Regions from separate parts of the Mus musculus genome. Here regions 1 and 3 are each linked to region 2. The links are chromatin contacts, called in public HiChIP or PLAC-seq and promoter capture Hi-C maps. All regions are on one chromosome and are shown on one strand. The core of a region is the stretch at or near the end of the contact, and the rest is flanking DNA. Distances in the headings are between cores, read along the strand shown.

What was found. HiChIP or PLAC-seq counts read pairs in DNA pulled down with a chosen protein or histone mark. Capture Hi-C pulls out chosen DNA fragments and counts their contacts.
Region 1: an HNF4G HiChIP or PLAC-seq map of pancreatic cancer cells shows a contact between it and region 2. The contact joins the promoter of Tlk1 here to the promoter of Ppig in region 2. A contact is called at or near these places in 2 of 39 promoter capture datasets (the HPC-7 cell line and erythroid cells) and 1 of 115 datasets of contacts at active chromatin or transcription factors (pancreatic cancer cells).
Region 3: a contact with region 2 is called in a promoter capture Hi-C map of liver, with 2.5 times the contacts expected there. The contact joins the promoter of Mettl8 here to the promoter of Ppig in region 2. A contact is called at or near these places in 2 of 39 promoter capture datasets (liver and pre-B cells) and 3 of 9 other capture datasets (adipose tissue, liver and pancreatic islet).

What each region holds. Positions count from the first base shown.
Region 1 is chr2:70,822,677-70,827,113 of GRCm38.p6, forward strand. Tlk1 (tousled-like kinase 1) reads right to left here and starts at 2,804. Exons shown (of 20, transcript NM_172664.3): 1 at 2,517-2,804. The coding sequence starts at 2,655.
Region 2 is chr2:69,720,653-69,724,813 of GRCm38.p6, forward strand. It overlaps Ppig (peptidyl-prolyl isomerase G (cyclophilin G)), which reads left to right and starts at 2,436. Exons shown (of 14, transcript NM_001081086.1): 1 at 2,436-2,711.
Region 3 is chr2:71,053,311-71,057,880 of GRCm38.p6, forward strand. Mettl8 (methyltransferase like 8) reads right to left here and starts at 2,296. Exons shown (of 10, transcript NM_145524.3): 1 at 2,061-2,296. It overlaps Dcaf17 (DDB1 and CUL4 associated factor 17), which reads left to right and starts at 2,434. Exons shown (of 14, transcript NM_001165980.1): 1 at 2,434-2,809; 2 at 3,185-3,288. The coding sequence starts at 2,684.

The DNA of each region.
Region 1 (4,437 bases), core at 1,554-4,053, 1.1 Mb after region 2:
GCAACTTACAACCTTCTGTTCCATACCAGTTCCAGGGGATCCAAAGACCCTCTTCTGAGCTCCTCAGCACTAGGCATGCATATGGTATGTACATAAGTGCAGACAAAAGAGTTCACAAACATACATGTACCTAAACATCATCTGAACTTAACTTCTTTTCTGTGATTGCAAGTTAATTTGGCTCAGGTTTTCAAGAAACAAAGTTTAGACTCGTCCTGATACAGTCACTCAATGTTTCCAATCAAATCCCACCAGCATTTCCTATGTTTCTTACTAGCCCTCCCTTGAAATCAAAAGGTTCTTAAATTTAATCAGTTTATGCAGCGTATTAACATATATACCTTCAAAAGGTACTAAACACCTGTAACAAAAAAGGGGACTCTACTCAATGATAAACTTCTCCATCTTGATCCTTGGGGGGCTTCCAACAGATAATTTTATCATTCCTCTGGCAATGGTAAAATTTAAAGACATGGTGCCAAGCCTCAAAATGAATAGGGGTGGAGGACGGTTAACAGTTTTAATTTACATGGTTAATAAAAAATAAATGACCTAATAATTATGAGGGCTGGGGTGTAGCCCTGTAATACAGCAGTGGTCCACTATAAGACTCAAGGGGAAAGGAGAAAAGGATGGAAACTTTGTTGTCAAGTGTAACTCACAAGACTATATCCCAGAATTTCAAGTATTAACTAAGACTCACTATTTTAGGTTAACAACAAAAAACAAAACCCATTTAAAAAAAAAAAAAAAAAAAAAAGCTGCTGAGGGAGGGGAGCAGGATTTCTGGTTATTTGGAAGTTTGAATTAAGTTATTCCAACCATTCAGAACATTTCATCATCAGGAAGGGTGCAGAACGGCACACCTAAGACGGTCAGCTAGGGCTGACCTTCCTTAGAAACTCCATCTGAATTTGGTGCCTGCCAAATTCCCAGGACTGATAACAGAAGTCAACTGTTAAACCAACACCATGTATTCAGCAGATTATCACATACGGGTCCTGGCTCATAGTAATGGCTCAATAAACACTTGAGAAATCAATGAGGAATTATTTTTCAAAGGTATAGTACTCTAGAAACCACGATAATCTTTCAAAACTCATACTACCATTAGACATCGTAATGAAACTACAAAGTGGAAACAAGCAAGCTACAAGCACCAACTGCCCTATTTACAACACACACTTTAAATTTTAAACTTACAAATTTTCAAGCTTATACATGTACATAAACTTTCAAGAACAGAAGGAAAAACTCAGATTATTAATTTAAGTCATTCAATAAATAAGCTCTTATTTCTTTTAATGAAAAATCAGTGTCAGGGTGAGATGAAAGGGGAAAATGTCTGTCAACGTATTCGGCATGTTTAATGGATGCCATAAATCAAATCTTCCCATGAATTTTCTAGAGCATATTCACGTCAATCTTTGAGCCTATTGTCACTTTCACACATGCTCACGGGAACAAAATGACAAAGAATGCTATGCCTCAACCACTGGATCCGGGCAAGAAACATTTGATTAGCAATTACCAAAGCTATGGATAATAAATATAGACATATTTTCAAAATACAATAATCCGAACGACTCATAAACCGAAGCTCTGAATTTCTTTACAAGGCTTACTAGACTGCTGGACTTTCAAACGTTTTCTTCTTTTTTTTAAAGGTGCTGATAATCTCCTTGTGCGAGACAACCGGGAGCGAACAGCCCATTTACCGATTGCTAACGAATACGACTTCGCATTTTCCAGACAAAAGGGCGTTAAAAGAGATCCGATGCAAATTTATTCTTCCCTGGTAAAGGAGTGTTCTCCCGAATTCCATTTTATGGAGTATACTTAAAGTTAAAGGCAGCAAGTTCATTTTTTAGTCAAAAGCACTAGGTGCCTTACTAGCTGTGTGACTGCTACATCTGGTGGCAGAACACTTGCATGCAAGGAGCCAGAAAACTTAGAAAACAATTGTAACCGATCTCAGTGCGTGTTTTGCAGAAACCTTCAAGCAGGAATTTCCACCAAAAAAAAAAAAAAAAAAGCCCACCACCCTTGGGCAGAAAGGAACACGAGCGTACTTGCAACCCACGAGCATAACGTTCAAACATGCAGGAGCCGATGGCGAAGGAAGGAAAGTTGCAACCATCTGGGGGGGGGGGGGGGGTGGCACGAGCAGCCTTGCCCACGAGTCGGTCTGCCGTTGGGATCGCTCTAGGGGCCGCGATGGGGATCCGACTCGGATCCGAGGCAGCCCAGAGCATGCGGGAGGCGGGCGAGGGGCATCTTAACCGGTCCCGGCGGCCCGGCTTGCGGCGCGGGGACCGCCTCTATGGGAGGAGTGCGGGCTAGGGGAGGGGGCTCGCGCGCCGAGGCTGCACCGCGAGGGCAAACCCACCCGAGCCCCGAGGCCAGGAGGCTCAGGGAGCCAGGGCAGGCCTCCCGCCCGCGAACCGCCACCCCCCACCCCAGCCCGGGGTCCGCGCGGGCCGAGGGAGCCCGCGGGAGGGCGCGGCGGCGCTTACCTTCCCTGGGCCTCCCGGATGGCGGCGTGTGATTCAGCAGGGACCTGGCCGCCGCCGCCGAGCCCGGGGTTGGAGACGTGGAGAGCCGGGACCAAGATGGCGGCCCCTCCAAACTTCCACTGCTACTTTGGACACTCATCAAGCTACTTTCTGGGAGCCCGACTCCCCCCCTGCGACGGCGGCGGCACCGGCACCCGCCTCCGTCATGGCGGGGGCCGCGCTGAGGGCGAGCGCGGGCGCGAGGGCTGGGAGGGGAGCGCCGCGCCGCCGAGGGAGCGCGCCGGGCGGAGGGCGGGCGGGGAGGGTAGCGCCGAGGGGAGGCGAGTGGCCGGGGCCGCGGGGCCGGGGCCGGAGCGCGGGCGGAGCGCGGGCCGCGCCGACCGAGGCCACTTCCGCGGGCGGAACCTGCCGGCACCTCTGCAGTGCGTCGGGCCCCGGCGTCGCCCGGGCGGTGGCGGGCGGTGGGTGGCGGCTGAGGCGGCGGGGTAACCTCTGCATCAGTTACGGGCGGCGGCGGCGGCGGCGTCACGCGCCGCCAATGCAAACACTATCGCGAGGCTCCTGCGCCTCCGGTAGCAGCGGCGGCGGCGGCGGCCGCGGGGCCGGCAGGGGGGAGGGGGGAGGGCCCTGCCCGGGCGGGGCGAGGGCGGGGAGGGCGCGAGCGCGCTGGGAGGCGCGGGGCCCGCGGCGCGGCGCGGAGCGGCGAGTCGCGTGCGCGGAGCCGGCCGGAGGGAGGCGCGCCCCCGCTGCCACCTGCCTCCCCCTCGCCGCGGCGCGCCTGCTCCGAAGCGCGCCCCACACCCAGCCTGCCCGAGACGCCTCTGCTCTCGCCTGGCTCCGGAGTCTCAAAATGGAACTGAAAAGTTGAGAGTTGCTTCTTGCCCTTCAGGAGAAAAAGAAGAAAGAGAAGAAGGAGAAGAAGGAGAAAGAAAGAAAGAAAGAAAGAAAGAAAGAAAGAAAGAAAGAAAGAAAGAAAGAAAGAAAGAAAGAAAGAAAGAAAGAAAGAAAAAGAAAGAAAGAGCAGTGTGCACTTATCCATCTGCAAAACAGGAGTAGTCACGGAATTAAAAAAAAAAGAACCTAAGAAAATAAAACTTTCCTTAAAACAATCTACCAAAAGAATTGAGAAACCCTACCGGTGGGGTAGCCTGAGTGTGTGGTATAGCTGTTTGTTCTTTGTTTTCACAGAAGTGGAAAATCTAAATAGAAAATGTTGACTACTGAATTCACAGTAAAAAACACAAAAAACAAAAAAACTATAGTGTTCATCTTGAAGAAGGTATAGTTTCTAGAAATTTCCAGTTTCTGGTGCCGCTGTTGAGTATTGACGACGAATTCCCAAAACAAATTACAGCATTTGCTAAAATTTATAGATAGAGCATAGCTTTCTGCACACCCACGTACACACACCAGCGATTGGCCATCTTGTTCATAAAAGAGCAAGTCTGGTAGTCCAGGAAAAATACGACAAGGTTACTGCTCTCTTTAAACCAAATTGAATAGAACACTAAAATGATTATGCTATAGAGCAACTGTGCAGGCATAAGGAAATGACATGATTACCAGGGGGACCAAAATGTCATTTCTATTTTTTATTTTTATGACTTTGCATTTCTCATCGTAATGTTTTCTTCAGATAAACTGTACTCCCAGAATAGAGCCTTGGTTGTCAGCTATGCCAGAAGTCACTGGGGTGTTCCTGTGCTTCAGATTCTTGTTTTCAGTCACATTCTGCTTTTGAAACCTAAGAACTCACAAATTGAACAACTTTATTGACATAGAACTCACTGTAAAGTGTGTGGCTTTAGTTCACACTGTAGGGTGTATACAGCTCTGATGCCCCTTGTACAATCAGTAGCAAACATCTGTTGCCCACTCAACTCCCTTCTCCCCACCCCTTTGAGGTTCCTACCTGCCCCAT
Region 2 (4,161 bases), core at 1,186-3,685:
CACAGAAGAGCCATTATGGAAGTCCCTGCACAGATGCACCACCCTCAGCTGTCTCAGCCCAGGTGCTTTTCTGGTCATCCAGAGCAGGGACCACACAGCTGCTCCTCTCAAATGCATCTTTGGTTCTTTCAAACCCTGTTTCGGCTCCTAGCGTGTTGTGTTCTTTTCCTGGGAAGATATGAACAAAAGTCTATTCATGTTTAGTGAGGATACTGATGACAGACCAAAGGAACAATTTCACTCAAGTCTATCTTAGTGAACTCATAAACGTACTGGGGTTTCTTCTACAAACACAGGTGAGGGCTTACTTAAAGGATAATGAGTGTCTGTAAGGCAGCTACATCACCAAACAATTCCCTCAGTCTAGGTGACAATTTACAAGAGCTGCTTCCAGGCAGCCCAGCAAACGGTCTCTTCTCTCCAGCAAACTGTTCGGCTCATCTAACAAGAGAGAGGGTTCCTGAGAGCTTCAAAGCTTTCTTGTTTATTTATGCCCATCCCCAGGCAGGGCTTCTCTGTGTAGCCCTGGCTGTCCAGAAACTCAACTCTGTAGACCAGACTGCCCTCAACTTCATAGAGATCTGCCTGCCTCTGCTGGGATTAGAAGTGTGCACAACCATTTCCTAGCAATGTTTGCAATTTTTAAAAGATATATCTGTTCATTTCTCTGTATATGTCTATGTCCATGCATGTGAGCTTGAACATGTGTATTCAAATGCATGTGCATTGCCGTCAGAGAGGACACTGTGTGGCCTTGTCTATTGTTCTCTATCTAATCATTTTGAGTCAAGTTTTCTCCCCAAATCTGGGATGTTCTCAGCTAGGCTGGAAGCCAGAGAGTCTTGGGACCTATCTCTATTCACTTTTTTTGAGCTGGGATTACAGGTTTGCACACGAAGCCTCTCTTATTATGTGGGTGTACGGATCTGAATTCTGGGCCTCGCAGTTGCACAGCAAGAGCTCCAATTTGCTATGTCTCCAGCCCGAGTTCCTGAAACTTGCTTGTGAGTTTTGGGAGTTTCATCCTGATTTCCCTCCAGGAGGAAACATTTCTGTCCAGATGAAATAACTGTACAACACTCTGCCTTACTTCAATCTTCTAAATTCTGTGTAGGTCTCTGTAGCCTCAATCTTAGAGATCCGACTACCTCTGCCTCCTAAGTGCTGGGATCAAAGATGTCCACCGCCACTGTGTGGCATCCTAGATTTAATTTTTACAATGGAATTCCTTTTTGTTTGTTTCTGGCTTTAAAAGATCGATTTCTCTCACAAATTAAGATCTTAGGTGAATGAGCCCGATAGGAGGCATTTCTGCTCCATGTAGTTATTCTGGGATCTAAATTCCTTCCATTATGTTATTCTAATGCCTGCCAGTTCCTTGTTTGTGGATGATTAGAATATATTGGCAAATGAAGAAAATAAGAGGCAATGTCTTAAAGCCTAGAGCAGCATGCCACTTTGTCTCAAATTTCATCCTCGAAAATTAAATCACATGGCCAAGGGCTGGCGAGATGGCTCAGCCATTAGGAGCACTTGTGGCTCTTGAAGGAAGACCCATATTGAGTGTCTCGTAATGCTTTTAACTCCAGTTTGGGGACGGGGAGGATCTGACACCCTGTTCTGACCTCTGCAAGCAGTTATAGATATACAGTGCATATACACACAGGCACAAATACAACCATATTAAAATAGGACCAGGCATTTGGGATAAGAGGCAGAGGCAGGGTAATCTCTTAAAGAGTTTGATGTCAGCCTGATCTACGTAGAGAGCTCCAAGGCAGCCAAGGTATATAGTAAGACCCGGTCTCAATAAAATGTTAATCCCCGACTACTGGGATTAAAGGCATGCGCTACCACGTCCCGAAAGTAGCTCATCTTTGTTACTAGCTTTTGAGCGTTTGCTGAAGGTTCCTTGGAGGCAGAACGTCTCTCTAAATACCTCGACAGAGGATGTCACTGTTTATAAAGTGATGCGCATCATTTCGGGAGCGCTGTGACATTCTGACGGATCCACACCGATCCAATCAACTCTCAGAAACCATCAAGCGACCCGTCGGGAACGTATTTTAAAAGGCAGAAGAGACCCTACAAGCTCAAGGAGAAGATGCTGACGTCAGCCCGGGAACGCCGGGAGTCGCCGGCACCCATCCCTGACGTACTTCCGGCGCGACACCTTCCCTCCACGCCTGGCCTGGGCTGTGGGGGAGGGAGGCGGTTAGTGGGCTTTAGCGCCTTTCCTGACGGCGGTAGATTTGAAGCGCTTTCCAGGACCGGGCCGGGAGACGAGAAGCCCGCGGCGGGGCAGGTGAGGGATGCGAGAGCGTCTGTCGGCGCGGCGGCGTCTTCTGCGGGCCTTGGGGACGAGAGCGGGAAGGGCTCAGGGCGAGGGGCGGAGCCGCGGCGGGCCTCTGGGCCGAGGTAACCGTCTTTCCGTCGAGGTCTCTGGGCTGCTCGGGCTCGGAGGGGTGGCCCCGGGGACCGCGGCGCGGCCTGGGGCCCCGTGGTGGCCCGGCGGCTTGCAGCCGAGCCCCGGGGCGAAGGAAGCGGCTCTTCCTCTCCAGCCCCCGCCCTCCCGGCTCGGGCGCACACCTCCTCCCTGACGCATTTTGCCGCACAAGCTGTAATATGGCGGCAGCGACGGCAGCCTCGGCTCCCGGGAGCTAGGTTCGTTTTGGAGGCTTCAGAACCGGGAGACGGAGCGCTGCGGCGTGGTAGGTGGGACCTCTGGTTAGGGAAGGGGGAGGCGCAGCGCGAGGGCCTGTCAGGTTAGGGTTAGGGAGGGACGGGCGCAGAGCCAGGATCCCCGGGAATAAAATCGACCGCGGGCTCCGGTCCTCCCGACCTTTTCCTCCCGTAGGACAGCGGCTGGCGTGCATGCCTCAGTGACACAGGCCCTTGGTGTTAGGGACACTCCTAAAACTCAAATGCGAGATGTTAACCTCAGGGCCTTAGAAGTTTTCTCATGTTCCTGAGCGACTGGAAGCGGCCGGGCCTTTGGGGGAGGAGGATTCTGTTGAGGAGAAGATGGTTTCTGAACCCCGTTCGCCTTTAGGAGAAACGAACTGATTTTTTCCGTGTTTCCTCTTGATGTCGAACAAAGTCAACCGTAGCGGGCATCCGTTGTCTAATTGTTTTGGAAAACCTTATGGAAGCACCACCCTGTGCACTCAGTTTGATTTCTTAGCACGAATACATTACTTGCGCTAAGTAAAGATTAAGTAAAGACTCTCTTTGTTTGTTTGTTTTTGATCACCAGAACATTTAAGAAATAATACAGTGTTTTGAAAATTTGGAAGGTCCATATTAACTTTCAGAAGCTAAATCCAGAAAGGATAAGATTTGTGTTAGTGTCATTCCCATTGTATAAAGAATATGATGACTAGTAATTGCTATTTTGTAACAGATACTGGACAGTTCGAGGAAACCTTTTTTATAAGTTTTAAAAGATAGCCATAAGAGGAACTGCACAGATACTTAGAAAGGCTGCTTCTAACTTACCTAAAAGTGTAACTCCTGATTTGGTGTCACAATGTCTATAATCCCGGGCTGAAGAGAAAGGGTCACCAATCAAGGCCAGCCTGAACAACTTGATGAGACAAACAAAAACACCTTAGGGACCCCACTCTTTAATTTTAATAATGTGGAGTGTTATTAGTCATGTAATAGTTTACATTTCTCTCTGTTTAAAAGAAGCTAGTTGCTTAACAGTTTCTTTAAGCTTTATTAAATTGATTGGGTTGTTCTGCTCACTCCCTAAGTAGGTTGGTGTGTGTGTATGTATGTGTGTGTGTGTGTGTATATATATATATCAAAAATTGTATTTTTTATTTCTGTAGGCCAAAATTTGGACCTTGAGATGTGCAGGCAGTACTTCAAATATTCAGAGAAGACTGCTATAATTGGACCTTTGACTTTTACTGACAAGGCGCATTTTTTGCTTTGTTTGAGGTCTTTGGCATTTTTAGGGCAAGCACCACTGAGCTGTATTCCTAACCATTGGTCTCCACATTTGTTTGTGTGCATAGATTCAAGACTTCACAACTGAGGGCAAGTGCTAGATCACTGGACCACAAACTAACTCCTAAGTTTTCAGAATACCTGTTAGGTGGTGTTTTTCTACCAGCTCATTTTTTGCATACCAGTAGTTTGTGTATATCAAAA
Region 3 (4,570 bases), core at 1,046-3,545, 1.3 Mb after region 2:
AGGCCAGCCTGGGTCTACAGAGTGAGTTCCAGGACAGCCAGGGCTATACAGAGAAACCCTGTCTCGGAAAAACAAAAACAAAAACAAAAGCAAAAACAAACAAACAAACAAAAAGAATAAGTGTGCACTTGAATTTACTGGTTACATAGCTCTGCTTCACTTAGTTCACAAAAAGCCTGGTTATTATAGTTGCACAAAAGCTACATAGGGTTTTATATATGGTTTTATATTTGCATACATTTAACATACCAAAAATACTTTAACAATGAAAGACTCTAGGTTGGATTCTGGTTTGAGACATTCTGTGGTGGGTAACTAGGAGCCACTAAGAATGATGTGACAGCTTTGTGCATTAGTGAAATCACTCTCTAAAAGGCTGCGGCAGGTTGGGAATCGAGAGTCTCCAAGTGTAGGCAGGAAGAACAATCAGAAGGCTAATTAATAATGGGATAGAAAACAGGAAGGCATAAAACTACTGGGATGAAAAGACTGGACAGAAATAGAATCAAAAGTACTTGGTTGTGGGAGAGGCAGAGATGGTCTAATGACTCTCCTTAGGGATCCCAGTGGTAAGATCAATAGCACAGGAAGGGAGCATTCAGAAGGCCGGGTAAGAATGGGGACTGCCCAAGCCGTGAATATTGTGCAGTCCCTCAGCCAGCTCACTGGCTGTCGACTGTGAGGAAAGAAACCACTTACTATGATGATTTAGGGGCCAAGCTTGATGCCTCGTGGAAAAACCTGAAAAACACTGAGAGGCAACTGGCCTTGAAGTACCACCCTGGTAAGAGTGGACGTGAAGGAGAAGCAAGTAAACAGTCTTCTCAAGCGCACAGAGTTTCCAGAGGTTAAGCATTCAGACCTGGGAGAAACTGGGGGGACTTTGGTCCAAACCAAGAAAGACAGCGCCATTACAGTAGAGCAGCAAGTGAGGGGCATGGCCCTCATGTCTGAATGGGTGGTCTGCATCCAGTTGTTGGGACTTAATATGTTAAAGTGAATGCGCGGAAGGTATGATCACAATATGCCCACTACTTGCTACTGTTTTTGTGGTAATAGTGGAGCATAGTGGCATCTTAGAAGTCATGTGAAAAACAAGCACAGAAACCAAAGCTCAGCCATGGTGGGAGAGCACAGAAAGACAAGAGCTGCGACAAGAAAGACAAAAAGGAAATGATGAGTGCAATTCAGCAATGATTTGCATTTCGCTTCAGCCAAAGAAAATCCAGCTATATTTTTCTGGGTTCCAGCATTTCAGTGACAGCTGCATTCATGAATGACCAAATTAACTATTGTGGAGCTTTCTAAAAATATACAAAGCACTCACTCCACCGTATGCTATAAGCAGGTCATGAAATATCAGGGGGGGAAAAAAAAAACCTCCAACAAAACAACCAAACAAACAAACAAAAAAGCCAGACCCCGAAGGAAATGCATCAAGGGTATAAGAGTTTTCCATTTAAAACAACAAAATGAAACGGCTAACGTTTGATCCAGCACATCCATCCTGTACTGTACTTCTGTCGATCAGAAAGCTGGTGTGCTTACTGACTTTTTCTTTAAGCACTTAAGATCACGGAGTGGCATGCCAAGTCTATTAAGTCTATGTGGGAGATGCAGACACCACACTAAAGGGGTTTACAATGAGGTTACGGGTCGCATTTGGTATACAGTTACGGAAATTTTTAGTATGTTAGTAATTTTGAACACGCAGGCTGAGCTAGTTCACAGAGAATGTTATTTTTTACTTAGAGAAGTCAACCTGGATTATCTTAGGCAGTTCAATAAGAATGCAAACATTTCATATTTTATTCCCTATAAGGGGGAAAAATGGAAGGAGGAAGAAAACACAGCAATTACCACAAAACCAGTCAGGGTCCCCGCTGGCCACACAAGGACGAGCCTTTGGGAAGGAGAAATTCAATCCTACTTTGATGGGAAAAACAGCAACTTTCACCACTAATTACCATACAAAAGCATAGTGGTTACACAACTAAATGTTGAAGTCAACCTCATCCACAACGTCCCAAGTGCGGCTGAGGGAAAGCCACGGGGCGTACCTTTGGAGGGTCCCACTGGCCACAACGCCCCTCTGGACGCGTGGCCAGAGCCTTGCAGGGCCAAAGGAGGGGTTGGCAGTCGTCCCACGACCAGGGCAGAAAGGGACTGCTTCCTGGGACACACAGGTGAAGCGACACCACCAGGTGGCTGCACAGCACCCACCAAAGCTATCCAGGTTTACCGCGTGCAGCCCGGAAGGCTACCCGACCCACTGCGCAGCCCTACGGCGCAGCCTATTAGGGCCAGGAGAGGCGGGCTAGGGGCAGGGAGGGGTGGGGCGGGGCCAGGCCAGCCCTCGCTCTGCCTGACGGGAATTGTAGTTCTGAAAAAGAAGCCATAGGGGCGGAAAAGGCCAAGGGGACTACATTTCCGGGAGAGGGAGTGGATACGGAGGGCCGCGAGGTGCAGCGTTAATCCCGAGAGCAGAAAGAAGGGCCAGGAAGGCGCCGTTGATTCTGTTCCTTTGCGTCAAATCCGTGTGTCGCTACCTCTTGATCTCTGCCCCGAGTCCCCAGCGCGGGGTCCCGCGTCAGCCTTCCTTTGAGGTTCGCAGGTGGCGGCTGCCACCCCTCGCGGAAGTGAGGGGCGCGCCCCTCCTGGGCCCTGCGGACCCCTAGTCTCCATGGGCCGGACCCGGAAGGCCAATGTGTGCCGCAGGCTGAGTCGCCGGGCTCTGGGCTTCTATGCACGCGACGCAGGCGTGGTGCAGAGGACGAACCTGGGCATCCTGCGGGCGCTGGTGTGCCAGGTGACGCCCGCCGAAGTCGGGGTGCCCGGGGTCCAACCTCCTGCCGGGCTGCAGTTTTTTACGCGCTCTGATACCCCTTTGAGGGTCTTACGTGGGGAGGGGCATCCGTGTCCCGCAATTAGGGTATTAGAAAATAGGTACTCAGGTCCGCCGCCTGGCGTAGTTTTTAAAAAGCTTCTTTTGCCTTCCTGCAAACAATCGATTCAAAACTTGGGCATCCAACTAAACCGACATCTATGGGCAGAGGGAGAAAAAAAAAAAAAAAAAAGGAGAAACAATGTACTTTAAAACTGTAGATTTCAACTACCCACCGAAAATGGTTCCATAGCAGGGGACTGAGTTCTTTCCTAAACTGAAATTCTTTGTGTCTTTCAGGAGAGTACTAAATTTAAGAATGTTTGGACAACTCATTCCAAGTCACCTATAGCCTATGAGAGAGGAAGAATATATTTTGACAATTACCGGTGCTGTGTCAGCAGGTAAATTCTTGGTGATGATTTTTTTTTTTTTTTGCTATAATCCACCTGACCCTAGTTTTTATAGAACCACGTGGCTTCTTTAGTACTTAGTGAAATTGGAAGATGAAAAAAAAAAAAAAAATGAGTCCATAATAAAACTAGGTGGAAAATGCATGTGATCTTAAAAACTCGTTAAGTCTAAAGTTTCGGACTTCATCTTTGTAAATACTTTTATTTCACACAAAATTATAGCACAGGCAAAATAATACGTTTCTCAGCACAGTTTGCTGTTTTATACCCATTTAAAGATCAGAGTCCAGAAAATGGGTTGTGAAATAATTAGATGCTGCTTAGGAGACAGGCATTTTGTTTTAGAAGTACTTTTTTTTTTTTCCCAAGAGAAAAAAAATGTTCAAACAAAAGTATAGTATTTGTAGATAAATAGTATTTAACAGCCAGCCTCCATCCATTCAAGGTCAGACTGAAGAGAACGACACAGTGAATTGATGCTTCCATGCCCGTCACCTGGATTAAGGGATTATGGAATTGCCGCTCTTTATCTTTCACTTTGCATCTGTAAGAATTATGGGCATTTTTCTGTGTGCCAAGCTTCAGTGGTGTTGTTCCTCCGGAGCAAATCACCTTGTTGAGATAGGTTCTCCTTTCACTGGACTGGGAAGCTAGAATACCTGTAGACAGCCTGGTCAGCAAGTGCTATGAATTTGCCTGTCTCCACCTCCACAACTCTAGGAAAACCATGAGTATTGGGGATCTAAATTCCGGTCCTCATGCTTGCAGGGCACCAGCTGGAACTATCTCAGAAGTGATTAATAACGCCTAAGTTCTTTTCTTGTGGGATCAGAAACTGGAAGTCAGAGAGACTAGTGATTTTTGAGGTTTGCCTTGACTCCAGGAGGTATCTTTTTTTTTTTTTTTTTTTTTTGGTTCTTTGGCAAATCGCCCAACCTACAATTTATTAGCCTTTAGTGCTGGTGAATCTACCCATGTCCCTCGATTCGCCCTTGGATGTAACTTCCAGTGATTGACAGAGTACACACATACTTGAAATTCTCTGCATCTGTTGCAGGTAAAGTCAGTTTTATTAGAAAGAACTTGGGGCTGTTTCATGGCCTGCTTCTTTTCCCAGGCAGTCTTCAAGTCGACTCCACGGAGCTGGTCATGGGAGTCAATGCAGTGACTCCCCTAACAGAAAAAGCTGAGCAGTTTAGGAAGCTGAGGGAATGCTCAGGCCAGGAAAGAAAGATAAGGCCAATCGGGACCTTACAAAGAAAAGTGTAGTTAG